Regions from separate parts of the Hordeum vulgare genome. Here region 1 is linked to region 2. A link is a contact called in public Hi-C data. All regions are on one chromosome and are shown on one strand. Each heading gives the region's core, a stretch centred on a gene start, on an enhancer-like site or on the middle of the called end of the contact. The rest is flanking DNA. Distances are from core to core; before and after follow the strand shown.

What was found. A called contact is a pair of places that touch in the nucleus more often than the background predicts.
Region 1: a contact with region 2 is called in a Hi-C map of leaf, with 2.4 times the contacts expected there. The contact joins the promoter of LOC123426279 here to the promoter of LOC123426278 in region 2. A contact is called at or near these places in 3 of 6 Hi-C or Micro-C datasets (leaf and seedling) and 1 of 1 datasets of contacts at active chromatin or transcription factors (embryo).

What each region holds. Positions count from the first base shown.
Region 1 is chr2H:357,624,414-357,631,383 of MorexV3_pseudomolecules_assembly, forward strand. LOC123426279 (LRR receptor-like serine/threonine-protein kinase GHR1) reads left to right here and starts at 2,609. Exons shown (of 4, transcript XM_045110079.1): 1 at 2,609-2,826; 2 at 3,252-4,544; 3 at 5,486-6,970. The coding sequence starts at 3,476.
Region 2 is chr2H:357,420,743-357,427,433 of MorexV3_pseudomolecules_assembly, forward strand. It overlaps LOC123426278 (photosystem II 10 kDa polypeptide, chloroplastic), which reads right to left and starts at 1,486. Exons shown (of 5, transcript XM_045110078.1): 1 at 1,277-1,486; 2 at 1,127-1,185; 3 at 991-1,046; 4 at 830-882; 5 at 469-689. The coding sequence starts at 1,430. The coding sequence ends at 595.

The sequences.
Region 1 (6,970 bases), core at 1,359-3,858, 200 kb after region 2:
GCGCAAAGGTAGAGTTATTGCTGGAGTTAATGGTAATATTGACTGGTGCATAGATGTTATGATGGCTGAAGCTCTGTTCCTAAAATTTGGTTTTTCCCTGGCACAAAGGGTAGGATGCAATCGCATTATTATTAACTCGGCCAACATGGTGGTGATTTATACCATGAAGGAAGGAGGACAATCGCTAGGGGCAGCGGTGATAGTTTTTTATGGTTGTTTTCATTAGCTTATGATTTTACCATTTCTAGATGAAGCATTGTACTAGAGAAGCAAATCAAGTTGCTCACGAACTTGCTAGATTGGCTAGATTTTCGTTTGTTTCTAATTGGTTTGAGGAGCCAAATATTGAAATTGTACCATCCCACATAGACGATGTAACGGTTATTTCTAATGAATAAACCACAAGTTTTTAAAAAACACAGGTCACCAAATTGACATCATCAAATGTGTGTGAACACATCCGGATGTGTCAGCGGACATCTCGCTCGACGAGGGTCATTCGACCAGAGTCATCAAATAGTTGCAAAAAATTTCATCAATAGTCATCAAATAGTTTTAAAAAAACACAGGTCATCAAACTTTATCTAGATCTATAGAAATTTGATCATGCAATTAAATAGTTGCAAAAAATTCAAAAATGCATTTCGGCTCCCGCGAACAAATGCTCCCAAGGCCCAAAAAAAGTTCAAAATGAAAAAAAAACTTAACAAAATTTATTTGTGTACTTAGTCACATTCAAATGCTACCTGCAAATTTTGAGGCAAAAAGGTAAAATATTTTGGGTTGTGCAAAAAAAAAAAGAATTTGAACACCAAAAGTTACCCCAAAATGTCATCCCAAATTTGTTTTCTTATCGACGAAACACCGTTGCTCCTTATCACACGAAAATTGTCATGCATGTTTGCGACAATAATACAATCATCTACACAAAAATTCATTTTTTTCAAAAACATTTAGTACTGTTTTTTGCGTTACTGTTCACCCGGGAGCATATGCTCCCGACAGCCAAAACACCACCCCTCTATCATGCATGTGATACTATTTTTATAGTACATAGTATCACAGAGTAGTATCATATATGATCTTATTTATTGTCATGCATGACGTAAAATAGCATAACATTTAACATGATACAGTATCTACCTATGTTACTTTAAGAGCAGTCATAATGAAAGTATCACATGTAGTATCAAGCATGCCAACTAGACAATTTTGATGAAGTGTAATAGAATTAAATGAAGAAAGAGAGAGTTGAGTATCATATCATGATACCGTATCATAATAAACGATGTATTACTATGTGTCATGCATGACAATAAATGAACTATCTTATGATGTTATGCACTATGAATGTACTATCATATAGTAGTATCATATGTATGATACTTTTCATTACAACCTAGCTAACCCTCTTTCTGCTTTAATTCTGTGTCACATCATCATATTTAGTATTCTTGAATGCATGATACCGATTAAGATATCATCACTATGACCATAGGGTGCGTATGATGTGCATATTTCCTGCAAAAAGGAAAAGTAGATGTGCAAATGTATGAGTGTCAAAAAACAAGTGGCAAACCAAAGAAAAAATGAATGTCTAGGTCTGAGTCGACTAAGACTTCGCCAAGTTTTAGTCAAGTACGGAGTAATATAGTATGTAAAAAGAAAAAAAATATATTGTTTGCATGAATCCTAATGTAAAATCAACGGAGTATAGTACTCCCTCCGTTCCTAAATATAAGTCTTTTAAGAGATTTCAATAGTATACTACATACGGATGTATATAGTCATAGTTTAGAGTATAGATTCATTCATTTTGCTTCGTATGTAGACCTCTAATGAAATCTCTTAAAAGACTTATACTCCCTCCGTTCCTAAATATAAGTCTTTGTAGAGATTTCACCAATGAACTACATACGGATGTATATAGACATACTTTATAGTGTACATTCAATTATTTTGCTCCGTATGTAGACACATAGTGAAATCGCTTAAAAGACTTATATTTAGAAATAGATGGAGTATTTAGGAACGGAGGGAGTATTAACTAAGACTTGTTAGCAAAGCCGAAAGGAAAACCCACGCACATTTTCCTCCCGTATGTGGTTCCGGGCTCGGCTGACGAGGCCATTAAACGAAACGCAGCGACCGCGGAGACCGGGATCTGCGGAACGGGGCCCATGGTGAAACGATACGAACCCTTTTGACGGTGTGCGTGCGTGGAGGCGGGGGAGTGAGCTGCACTTGACCCGCGGGTTTGGGGTCCGCGAGGAGAGGACAGGACCCGAGGCTGGCTGCTGTGTTTTCTGGCGGGTGCGGCTCGAGCGACATCGCGGGAAAGAAAAGCCTTCTCCTTTTCGCTGCCGTTTCACGTTTTGAACCCCCACCCACATCTTACGTGGTGCTACTAGTCACACATACACACCCCCAACACTCACGAAGGCGGAAGGTCCAAGTATATATATAAAACCTCCTGTAAGGACCATAACGCAAAAGTCACAGTAAGGTGCCGCGCCCGCAAGCAGAAAAAAAAATCTCTTTGTTGCGCCAAACACAGAGAAAGGACACCCCGCCCATCCCCCACTGCCCCTTGCCACTCCACTCTGCTCTCCCCCTCCTCCGCCCCACTCTCTTCCTCCGCCCCTCTTCTCGGCAGCCATTATCCCCACCCCCGGCTGCTAGGGTTAGGGTTCCCTCCGCACCTGCCCTCTCACCCCCGGCTCCCGCTCAGCCCCACCGCATTGCCTTGCCTCCCCTGTACTGCAACCCAGCTCAGCCCAATCATTCCCGGAGTGCCGGTGCCTCACACTTCTTGTCATTTGCGCGGTAAGGGAGATGCAAATGGGGTAGCTCATTGCGTTGCAGCCACTTTTTTTTTTGCTCCTCCGCTGCCCTGCACTTCGAGGGTTGGTTTCTTGCTTTCTTGGAGGGGAGATGACTTTCTGCTGCTTTTGAGCTGTGTTCCGTTGTGTTCATGGCCGAGAAGCTGTGGTGGGTGGTTGCGTTTAGTGGGCGGGGCTCAGTACTTTTACTTCTCTTCTACTACCTGCATTATTGGCGTGGGTTTTTATTAACTGTCCTTGTGTTCTTTCTTTGGCAGTTAAGTGTTACAACTAGATTCTTACCTTAGTTTTCCTACTTGGATGCTCAAAGATTTGGTTCTTAGCCATTTCCATTTGCGTTGGTTCTTAGTGCACCGTGAAAGCAGGAACGAACCTGTGGTTGACCTGCCATTTCTGTGTCCATTTCAGGTTCCAAGGAGTTAATCTCTTGTTTTTTCTATATGTGAGTGTGGGCTGCTGTCTTGTGCAGATCAAGCTGAAAGGGACAAGTGCTAGCTCTGTCTATTAGTACCTGTGCAGTCCCCGTGTGATAGTAGGTACACTCCAAGCTCAGCCCAGCTTTCGCTCCGGGAAATGCTGTCTTCTTGAGGCCTGCTAGCTTCCAGTCTTTCCCGTGGAGGAGCGTCAATCCGATGGGGTTTGTTGGCAGATTTCTGTTTTTGCTCTTGCTGGTGGCCGCCCCTGCCTTGGGCCAACTGCCGTCGCAAGACATCCTCGCGCTCCTGGCCTTCAAGAAGGGAATCACCCATGACCCTGCCGGCTTCGTCACAGACTCCTGGAATGACGAGTCAATTGACTTCAATGGCTGCCCGGCCTCCTGGAACGGCGTCGTCTGCAATGGCGCCAGCGTGGCTGGAGTTGTGCTTGACGGCCATCGGATCTCGGGTGTTGCCGATCTCTCCGTGTTTGCCAACCTGACCATGCTTGTCAAGCTCTCCATGGCCAATAACAATCTCTCCGGGAGCCTCCCTAGCAATGTAGCCAGTCTCAAGAGCTTGAAGTTCCTGGACATCTCCAGCAACCGCTTCTCGGGTCCGATCCCTGATGATATTGGCAGTCTCCGGAGCCTGCAGAACATGTCGCTTGCCGGGAACAACTTCTCAGGCCCATTGCCTGACTCCATCGATGGCCTCGCGTCGCTTCAGTCGCTGGATGTGAGCGGCAATGCTCTGTCTGGCCCATTGCCAGCAGCTCTGAAAGGTCTCCGGAGCTTGGTTGCTCTCAACCTCTCATATAATGCCTTCACAAAGGGCATTCCTGCGGGGCTTGGCCTCCTTGTGAACCTCCAGTCTGTGGATCTGAGCTGGAATCAATTGGATGGCGGCGTCGATTGGAAATTCTTGATCGAGTCAACTGTTACTCATGTTGACTTCAGTGGAAACTTGCTCACCAGCACCACCCCCAAAGAACTCAAGTTTCTCGCAGATATTTCGGAGACAGTTCTGTATCTGAACCTTAGCAACAACAAGTTGACCGGGTCACTGATAGATGGAGTTGAGCTCTCAACTTTTGGGAGATTGAAGGTGCTTGATCTCAGTAGTAATAAGCTGTCTGGAGACCTCCCAGGGTTCAATTATGTCTATGATCTTGAAGTTTTGCGCCTTGCAAACAATGGATTCACTGGGTTTGTACCTAGTGGACTTCTGAAGGGAGATTCTCTGGTGTTGAACCAACTGGACCTCAGTGCAAATAACCTGACAGGTATAACCTCTAGTTCAGAATTTATGTTTTTGATCCTCTTGCTATTTCATTTTATGCATGGCATGCAATGCTCGTTCTGGTTATATTGCAACTTTGGTCTATTTACAGTTCATGTGAAACTTTGTGTTTTTATCATCTCGCACCTGGTTTCATTCTTTATTTATGTCAGCTGATTTTGTTATGACAAATATGATCTTAGCTGGTGATTACTGGATACAAGTTGATGTCTCACTGGTCGGTGGTTGACTTAGTATGGTACCACTTTGTCAGTTCTATATTTCAAATTGTCTGTGCAGAATCATATTTCTATGTGCAAACAAATATACATATTGCTGTCTATTGTGGCATTGCCTAGAAACAATTGATTTTCTCCTTTGCAACTACTACCTCTGCAACTTAATATAAGACGTTTTCTGACACTATGACAAGTGTCAAAAAATTTCTTACATTTTGATACAGAGGGAGTACTTGATCGGGGATTGCTCGCGTGAGTATGTGTGCTGTCTTGGTAGATCATTTACCATTGTAAGGTAGAGTGGCCCTATGCAGGACAGCGCTGGGTGGTGTGTTATTGGCTAGCCCTATGCAGGACAGCGCTAGGCGATGTGTTATTGGCTAGCCCTATGCAGGACAGCGCTAGGCGATGTGTTATTGGCTAGCCCTATGCAGTACAGAGCTAAGCTATGGTTGTGTCATACAGTTCCATTTCATACTTATGGCACTGGCATCTGATGCTTCACAGACGTGTCTGATGTAAAATTGTCTTTCTTTTTCTCAGCATTAGAAAAATGTGGGAAATCCATGTGTAAATGCATGCATAGTTATCTGCAGTTTTACTTTTCTAGCATGACACTCTACTATGATAATCTGTCAGTTATCTGCCCATTAGTTTGTATGTCTTAGTCTCCTCCATACTAACTGTAGTTCTCTGTGCTGTGCAGGACATATCAATATGATCACATCAACTACCTTGCAGATCCTTAATTTGTCCTCAAATGCTCTATTTGGGGATCTACCACTGCTTGCTGGAAGCTGCACTGTGTTAGATCTATCAAATAACCAGTTTCGAGGAAATTTATCAGTTTTTAGGAAATGGAGCAATGACTTGGAATATGTTGACCTTAGCCAGAACAATCTAACTGGGACTATGCCTGATGTGAGCTCTCAATTCCTTCGCCTAAACTACCTGAATCTTTCTCATAATTCTCTAGCTGATACCATCCCTGAAGCCGTTGTTTTGTATCCCAAACTCACTGTCCTTGACCTCAGCTCCAATCAGTTTAGTGGTCCTATTCCTGCTAATCTACTCTCTTCCTCCATGCTGCATGAGCTCTACATTCAAGATAACATGCTTACTGGTGGCGTATCGTTCCCAGGATCCTCGTCCAAAAACTTGAGTCTTGAAGTGCTTGATATTTCTGGAAATCATTTTAGCGGCAGCCTCCCTGATGATGTGGTCTCCTTGTCTGGCCTCCGTGTCCTTGACATATCCTCAAACAACTTCTCCGGACCTTTACCAGCCACTGTGACTAAGCTTGCAGCACTTGCTGCCCTTGACATATCAACAAACCAGTTCACGGGGCCACTGCCAGACACACTTCCGGATACTCTTCAGTCCCTCAATGCCTCTTTTAATGACCTATCTGGTGTCGTGCCTATGAACTTGAGAAAGTTCCCAGAATCTTCTTTCCACCCCGGGAACTCGAGATTAGAGTATCCTGCTAGCTCATCTGGATCCGGCAATTCCCAATCTGGTTCAGCACGTGGCAAATCACTCAGCACAGGTGCTAAAATAGGACTTGTAGCAGCTAGCATTGTTCTTCTTGTCATCCTTATCCTTATTGCTATTGTATGCCACTACAAGCGGATCTCACGGCAGTTCCCTAGCTCAGAGAAGGTCTCTGACAAGAACCTCCACAAGGCTACGAAAGACATTGAGAGCATGAAAAGAAAGGACAACAGAGGTAGTTCGGAGGTGTCGGCGGATGATCTTGGTGCTCCTCGAAAGGGCTCTACATCTGAAGCACCGAGCCAAGAAGAGAAGTTGTCAGGTGTGGGGGGATTTTCACCATCCAAGGGGAGCCGCTTCTCTTGGTCACCAGATTCTGGAGAGGCGTATGCACAGGAAGGCCTATCACGGTTGGACGTCAGGTCACCTGACAGGTTAGCAGGGGAGCTGCACTTCCTGGATGAAACAATCACGCTCACACCGGAGGAACTCTCAAGGGCGCCAGCTGAAGTGCTTGGGAGGAGCAGCCACGGAACTTCGTACAGGGCAACGCTGGAGAATGGTGTGTTCTTGACAGTGAAGTGGCTGAGAGAAGGTGTGGCGAGGCCCAAGAAAGAGTTCACCAAGGAGGCCAGGAAATTTGCAAACATCCGGCATCCCAACGTGGTTGGCTTGCGTGGATACTACTGGGGTCCAA
Region 2 (6,691 bases), core at 236-2,735:
TCTTTCTTAGTATTGTAAAGCCCATTTCTTATTGTCCTAGTTGTTAGGGCTATAACTTTCAGTTGCAGAAACAATGGCATAAATATTGTAAAGACTTATTTTTCTATTGATGTGCAGAGGACATGTAATTTCCTGATATGCACAATGCCTTACGATCATAGTTTTAAATAACAGGCTATGCCAAATAGCGAACCCTGCTGAGACATCTGTGACTATAGCCGGCTAATTAAAAACTTTATTTATAATATTTGTTGAGTGCTTTGTAATATCCAGCAATTATATGCAATTTATGGTACCAGGCGTTCTTTATCTTTATCTTTACTTGCAGAATTAAAGTCTGTTCAACTCTATGATGATTGCCTCCTCTTTAAAAAAGAATTCCAATTGTAGAAGTTGATAACAATTGTGAGAGAGCTTAGCACTGAAAACTTAATCACGCTTGCAGCATGTTGCTTAGAACATTAGTAATTAATTAAGGATATTTACTGATTTGCGGGTAGTGATATTTGTATCCATTACATATGTCCTGACGGTTATAATCCGCACTATTATACACATCGTTTGGTGCATAGCTTGGTTTGCTGCACATAGGCTTCAGGAAGCCAAGGCGCTAGTACTGTAGACAAGAAGAGCACCGCCCAGCAGAATTCCAGCAAGAGTCACTGCCCAGAGAAACAGCCCCGTCTTTCCTGTATAGCAGTATAAATCAAGAAAGTAAAAAAAGGTCAATGTTAATGAATTTAAGATATACACCCCGTAGTAAATTTTGTACGATCCGCTTAAAGAAACGTCTAAACTTATTTGGTTCGAGGTGCCAGTCTACGCGTACCTCCAACATAAACGTCGCCACTTGGAGACCACTCTTCTGGTGTGTATATAGGGCTGCAACGCAGTAAGAACCAAATAAGATGTTTTGTTTTTTGAGAAGAGATGTCTGAATTATGTTTTTTACTGACAAAAACTGTAGGTTCGGGTTTACGACCGCTTTACCTGTACCCATCAACATTTGCTCCATACTTGTCGGCAAACTGGTAAACACCCTTCCCCTGGTTAAATTGGAAAATTATTTAGCGATGCACAGCAGTGATAATTTTGTCAGATCTACTTTCTTGCGCTTATGACTGACCTTGGCTACCCTTCCAGACGCATCGACGCCTTCCTTGAACGCCACTCCACCACCAGGCCCTACAAGTTGGCGCGCACACACACAAAAATTCATGTGAAGGTGGTTCTCAACTCTGAATATTACGCCATATACATGTATATGTATACCCACCGTAGGGTTGGGCAGTCTGGACCTTCTTCGCCTTCTTGGCCACTATGACCAACGACGGCCTCGCCGATGGTCGCACGCCTCCAAGCTTGGATCGTTGTAACAGAGGAGAGGAAGATGGTTTCAGAGCCAAAGATGCCATGACACAGGCAGACATGTTGTTTGTGCAACACTCGCTCACTCGCTCTCTTTGAGTTTAGCTTAGTTTCTCCCACGGCTAATGCATGGTTTAAATACAAATACAGGCAGGGGGGGCTGAGGGTGGCAGACAGTGAGTGACAAGGATTTGACGGTCTATTTTTCAGACTCGACAGTTGCTATGAGGGTGGCGTGTCATGGGTCCATGATCACGTGAACGATCCTTGTCTCTTGCTTGGCTGATTAGAAACGGCGCACTTATGGAATCTGGAATGGATAAGTACTCAGGGTTTCACCATCCTTTTATTGTTTCCATGGTTGAGAAATTTCAGGTGTCCACTCATAGGTCAATTTTGAGAGTAGCACTTTGGATGATCTTATCTTTAACAGTAACATCAGAATATGGCAATGCTATTTTTATGCCAAAGTGGTTTCTCAAAAACTACTTGCAAGCAAGGCTTACGTGGTGGTGACCAAAAGACTGAATGCCCACGCATCAAGATGGTGTGGAAAATTCTGAAGGCCCAATAATCCATATGGCCAAAAGACTAAATGATCACCTAAAACTTAAAATACCGCGAACCAAATTATGGTTGGTTGGTTAGAGGGATTATGGTATCTTTAATTCATGAGGATTAAGAGCATCTCTAACAATTTTTGTATATTGAATTGCTAAAAACTTGTTATAGCAAGAGGAGAGAGAAGGTTTACAAAGACAACATGTTTTTTTTTTGCTTTGGTAGCCTTTGTATATTGGATTGCTATATTTGCACAAAACACACAATGACATGTGGGGATAGTTTGTCATAAACACATTGCACATTAACATACGTACATGTATATATATACTAACACAACTCGTGTCCACGTACACATACACACACGCGTACACTTGCACACACTTGCACACACGTACACATACTTACACATGCATGCACATACATGTGCACGTACACAAAAAACACGTACACATGCAGCACACATGCATACACGTACACAACACGTACACGTACACATGCAGCACACACGTACACACACGTACACATGTAGCACACACGTGTACACGTACACAAAAAACACGTACACGTACACATGCCGACACACACGCAAACATACAGCGCACGCGCAACACACACTAGTATACGGACCCACCTGTCATTGAGACAAAGTGAGGCTTTAGGAGGCTTGCTAAAAATTTATAAAGTGACCTTTGACTTGACAAATATGCAAAGTGTGGGTGCAAATATAGTAAGCTTTGTAAAAAAGTTGGTGGGGGACCATTTATACAAAGGTTGTTGGAGAAGGTTTTTTTACCAAGATTTGCAAAATAGCAAGTGAGTGCAAATATAGAAAGGATGTTAGAGATGCTCTGAAGTCCTAGTGCTCACATTTATTTCTGACCTGTGGTGACTTCGTAAATCTCAAAATGATATAACAGCTCAGTCTTTCGGAGGTGCTCATAGGGGTAAGATGTGCGCATGTACGTTCATAGGGATGAATGTATGAACATGTATATATGCGATTGAGTCTGTATTGTGTTAGAAAAATTTAAATACCATTCATATAAAGATATTTTCCATATTCAAATAGTTAGAATCCACTAACCAAGTTCTTTCAGCATGCATGGCAAAGACTCACTTCAATGCCGATCCTAAGAGCATCTCTAGGAGACTCCGTATAAAACCGACCTGCAAAACTCGTTTACAGTTTGCTGAAAAACAGTTTTGCAGGCCGGGGTAGGAGCGGTTAGAGTGAGACCCCGTAAAACGTACTCGTAAAAAGAATATTAGTAAAAGATGCTCTTTTACAGATCGGCTATGCAGGGTCTACTCGAGCGCCGTTGCGTCGACCCGCAAACCGAAAACCTCATAAATCAGAATTACTAATGTGCAATATAATAATAATGTCAATTTTACAATACAATAATCATCCAAAGTATAATAATTATTCAAATCATCGAAGCAAATTAAATAATTCTATAAAAAACTTGTCCCGTATACAAATGACATATGAATGAAATGAAAATGAATGGAAAATGGAATGTGTTACTACCGAGTCATTTGCCAATGGTGCTCAATGAGATCCTCGTGAAGTTGAAAGTGGGTGTTTGCATTTTCAATCTCCTTGTAGGTCTGAAGAAAAGTTCTAATTCGGTTAGGGTCTCTAGCTGGTTTGACACGGCTACCCACATTGTCATAGAAGAACTCAAAGTTCATGGCTCTCTCATCTTCGATAATCATATTGCGAAGAATAACACAACATGTCATGATGTTTTTCAAGGATCGCTTGTCCCAAAACCGAGCAGGACCACGAACAATGGAAAACCTAGATTGCAAAACCCGAAATGCTCTTTCAATGTCTTTTCGGACTGCCTCTTGTGCCCTTGCGAATTCACACTCTTTCCTAGTTTGTGGGTCTTTGATGCTCTTGACAAATGTGCACCAAGGAGGGTATATACCATCTACAAGATAGTACCCCTTTATGTATTCATGCCCATTGATAGTGTACTTGCAAGCAGGAGCATCACCACTAGCAAGCCTAGCAAACAATGAGACTGTTGCAACACATTGATATCACTTAGAGTACCCGGCATACCAAAAAGCAATGTCAAATCCATAAATCCTCGGATGCTAAAGCCTCTAGCACAATTGTTGCATCACGAGACCTGTCTCTTTCGGTTCTCGACTTCGTTCTCCTTCACGGCAAGGGCCATCACCAATGCCTGCTGGCGAAACGTGAGAAGCATCGTCTCAACATCCGAGTCGTCCGAATTGGATGAATCATCGAGCAAAAACTTCTCGCATCGGCTGAATACCATCTCCGGCGGTGGCTCCCCGGCCTCGATGGATTGGCGGATCCGGGGAGCCGGTGTAGCGGCTCGATGGAAGAGGGGAGGGACGCCCTCGCGGCGCAATTCCGCCCGCAAATTTGGCCAGAATCGCCAGCGGCGGACGAGCGGAACCAATGACGGGCGGCGGCGGAAGGGGTAGGGAAAGGGCGCGGGCTAAAATGTCCCTCCCGCCAACCGCTTTCCTGGGATACGAGGCACCGTTGGGGCGAGGCAGAAACATGTGTTTTTGCGGGCCAGGGATGGGATTTTGCAGCGCCCCACAAAAAAATTACGGGTCGGACGCGTTTGCGGGGTCTGATCGAGCAGGATTTTCCGTGCCGACCCGTATTTTGGCGGTTATTTTGCGGGTCGCGGCTTTATACGGGGTCTACTAGAGCTTCTCTAAGATCACAAACACACGCACAACACTACTACGCCACCGAAAGAAAGCATTGGAAGAACTGGGTAAAATACCACGACAACGCCCCTAGGAGGGAAAACGACGCAGAACGTCACCGCTGCCGAGTCCAGAAGGGACTAGGATCTTCACCCGGAACCTTGGCACGAAGAGGAGCACCACGACAACGTCTTCAGGAAGATAACGACACCCGCAAGCGTCGCCATCATTGGCGACAAAGCATAGTGCTTTCGCTCTATAGCTCCCCGTGCCACATGAGGTCTTCAAGATCGGCGTAACAAGTTCAGCTTCTGAGGTCCGGGTCAGGGTGATGCCACTGGCAACAACATGGAGAGCGCCCGGGCCACCCACCTTTGCCCGTGAGTTATATGTTCTCATGGTCATAGGAACAAATACTTGGCACGCAGAAAACAGTAGCAACAAAATGACACGATCAACATGCTACGTTCATTAGTTTGGGTCTAGTCCATCACATGATTCACTCAATGATCTGATCTAGTTATCAAGCAACAACATCTTGTACATAGTCAGAAGACCTTGACTATCCTTGATCAACTGGCTAGCCAACTAGAGGCTTGCTAGGGACAGTGTTTTGTCTATGTATCCACACATGTATCTAAGCCTTCATTTAATACAATCATAGCATGGATAATAAACGATTATCTGGATACAGGAATTATAATAATAACTTATTTATCATTGCCTCTAGGGCATAATTCCAACAGTCTCCCACTTGCACTAGAGTCAACAATCTAGTCCTCACATCGTCATGCGAATTACATTGTAATAAATCTAACACCCATACTGTTCTGGTGTTGATCATGCTTTGCCCGTGGAAGAGGTTTAGTCAGCGGGTCTGCCACATTCAGATCCGTGTGCACTTTGCAGATATTCACGTCCTCCTCCTTGACATAGTCGCGGATGAGGTTGAAGCGTCATTTGATGTGTCTGGTCTTCTTGTGAAACCGTGGTTCCTTTGCTAAGGCAATGGCACCCGTGTTGTCAAAAAACAGGGTTATTGGATTCAGTGCGCTCGGCACCACTCCAAGATCCGTCATGAACTGCTTCATCCAGACACCCTCCTTAGCTGCCTCCGAGGTAGCCATGTACTCGGCTTCACATGTAGAATCAGCTACGACGCTTTTCTTGGAACTGCACCATCTTACCACACCCCCATTAAGAATAAATACGTATCCAGGCCCGACCCCAAGGGGGGCGGGAGGGGCGGCCGCCCCGGGCCCCCGAAGTCTAAGGGGCCCCGACCTGGGCCTGCGCTGACTGGTCCAACTATGGGCCTGTGTTGGCGACGGGATTGATACCTCAGGAGCCGGAGATCGTTCTATTCTAGGCGATTAGCAAACACAATGGATTCATTCCCACAACCTGAGACCTCGTGGTATCGCTACGAACCCTAGCTTTTGGCCTACGCCGACAGTCCGATCGTATACTTCGATTCATGAGGCAAATTAGTTCATCGACCGCCGCTTGGTCCAACTCTTCCTTGCCGAACTGTTTGTACGCGGCGACCCCATCTTTTCTTCCTCTTCCTGATTCCCCTCTAGTTGTCCACTTGTCCATGGTTCCTTCCTCCTAATCCTATCTATGATCTAATCTGTTTTCTGCTATCCATGTAAGCACATTACGTGAAAGTATTAAGAAAGGAATATGTAGAGCAGCAGCAAAACCAAATAAATGATGGGCCTAGAGGCAGCAACATCTATTTTCTGTTTTTAATTTCAACCAGGAAGGACAAACCCTAAGTGATTTTCTGTTTTTAATTACAACCAGGAAGGACAAACCCTAAGTCCTGTTGTATAGTTTTCAAGAATGTGTAAGGAATGTTTCAATCTTTTCACTGGTACATAATTGTGAATTACACTCGCTTCAACATAATAATTGTTTAACGATCAAATTGCGACCTTCGTTTTTTCAGGAAAAAGATAGACAGCCTTGAAGATGCACTGTTAATGTCTGTGTTCCCATATGATTTGGAGATTTTTCATCACGAGCCACCACGCGGCCTCACCGAGAG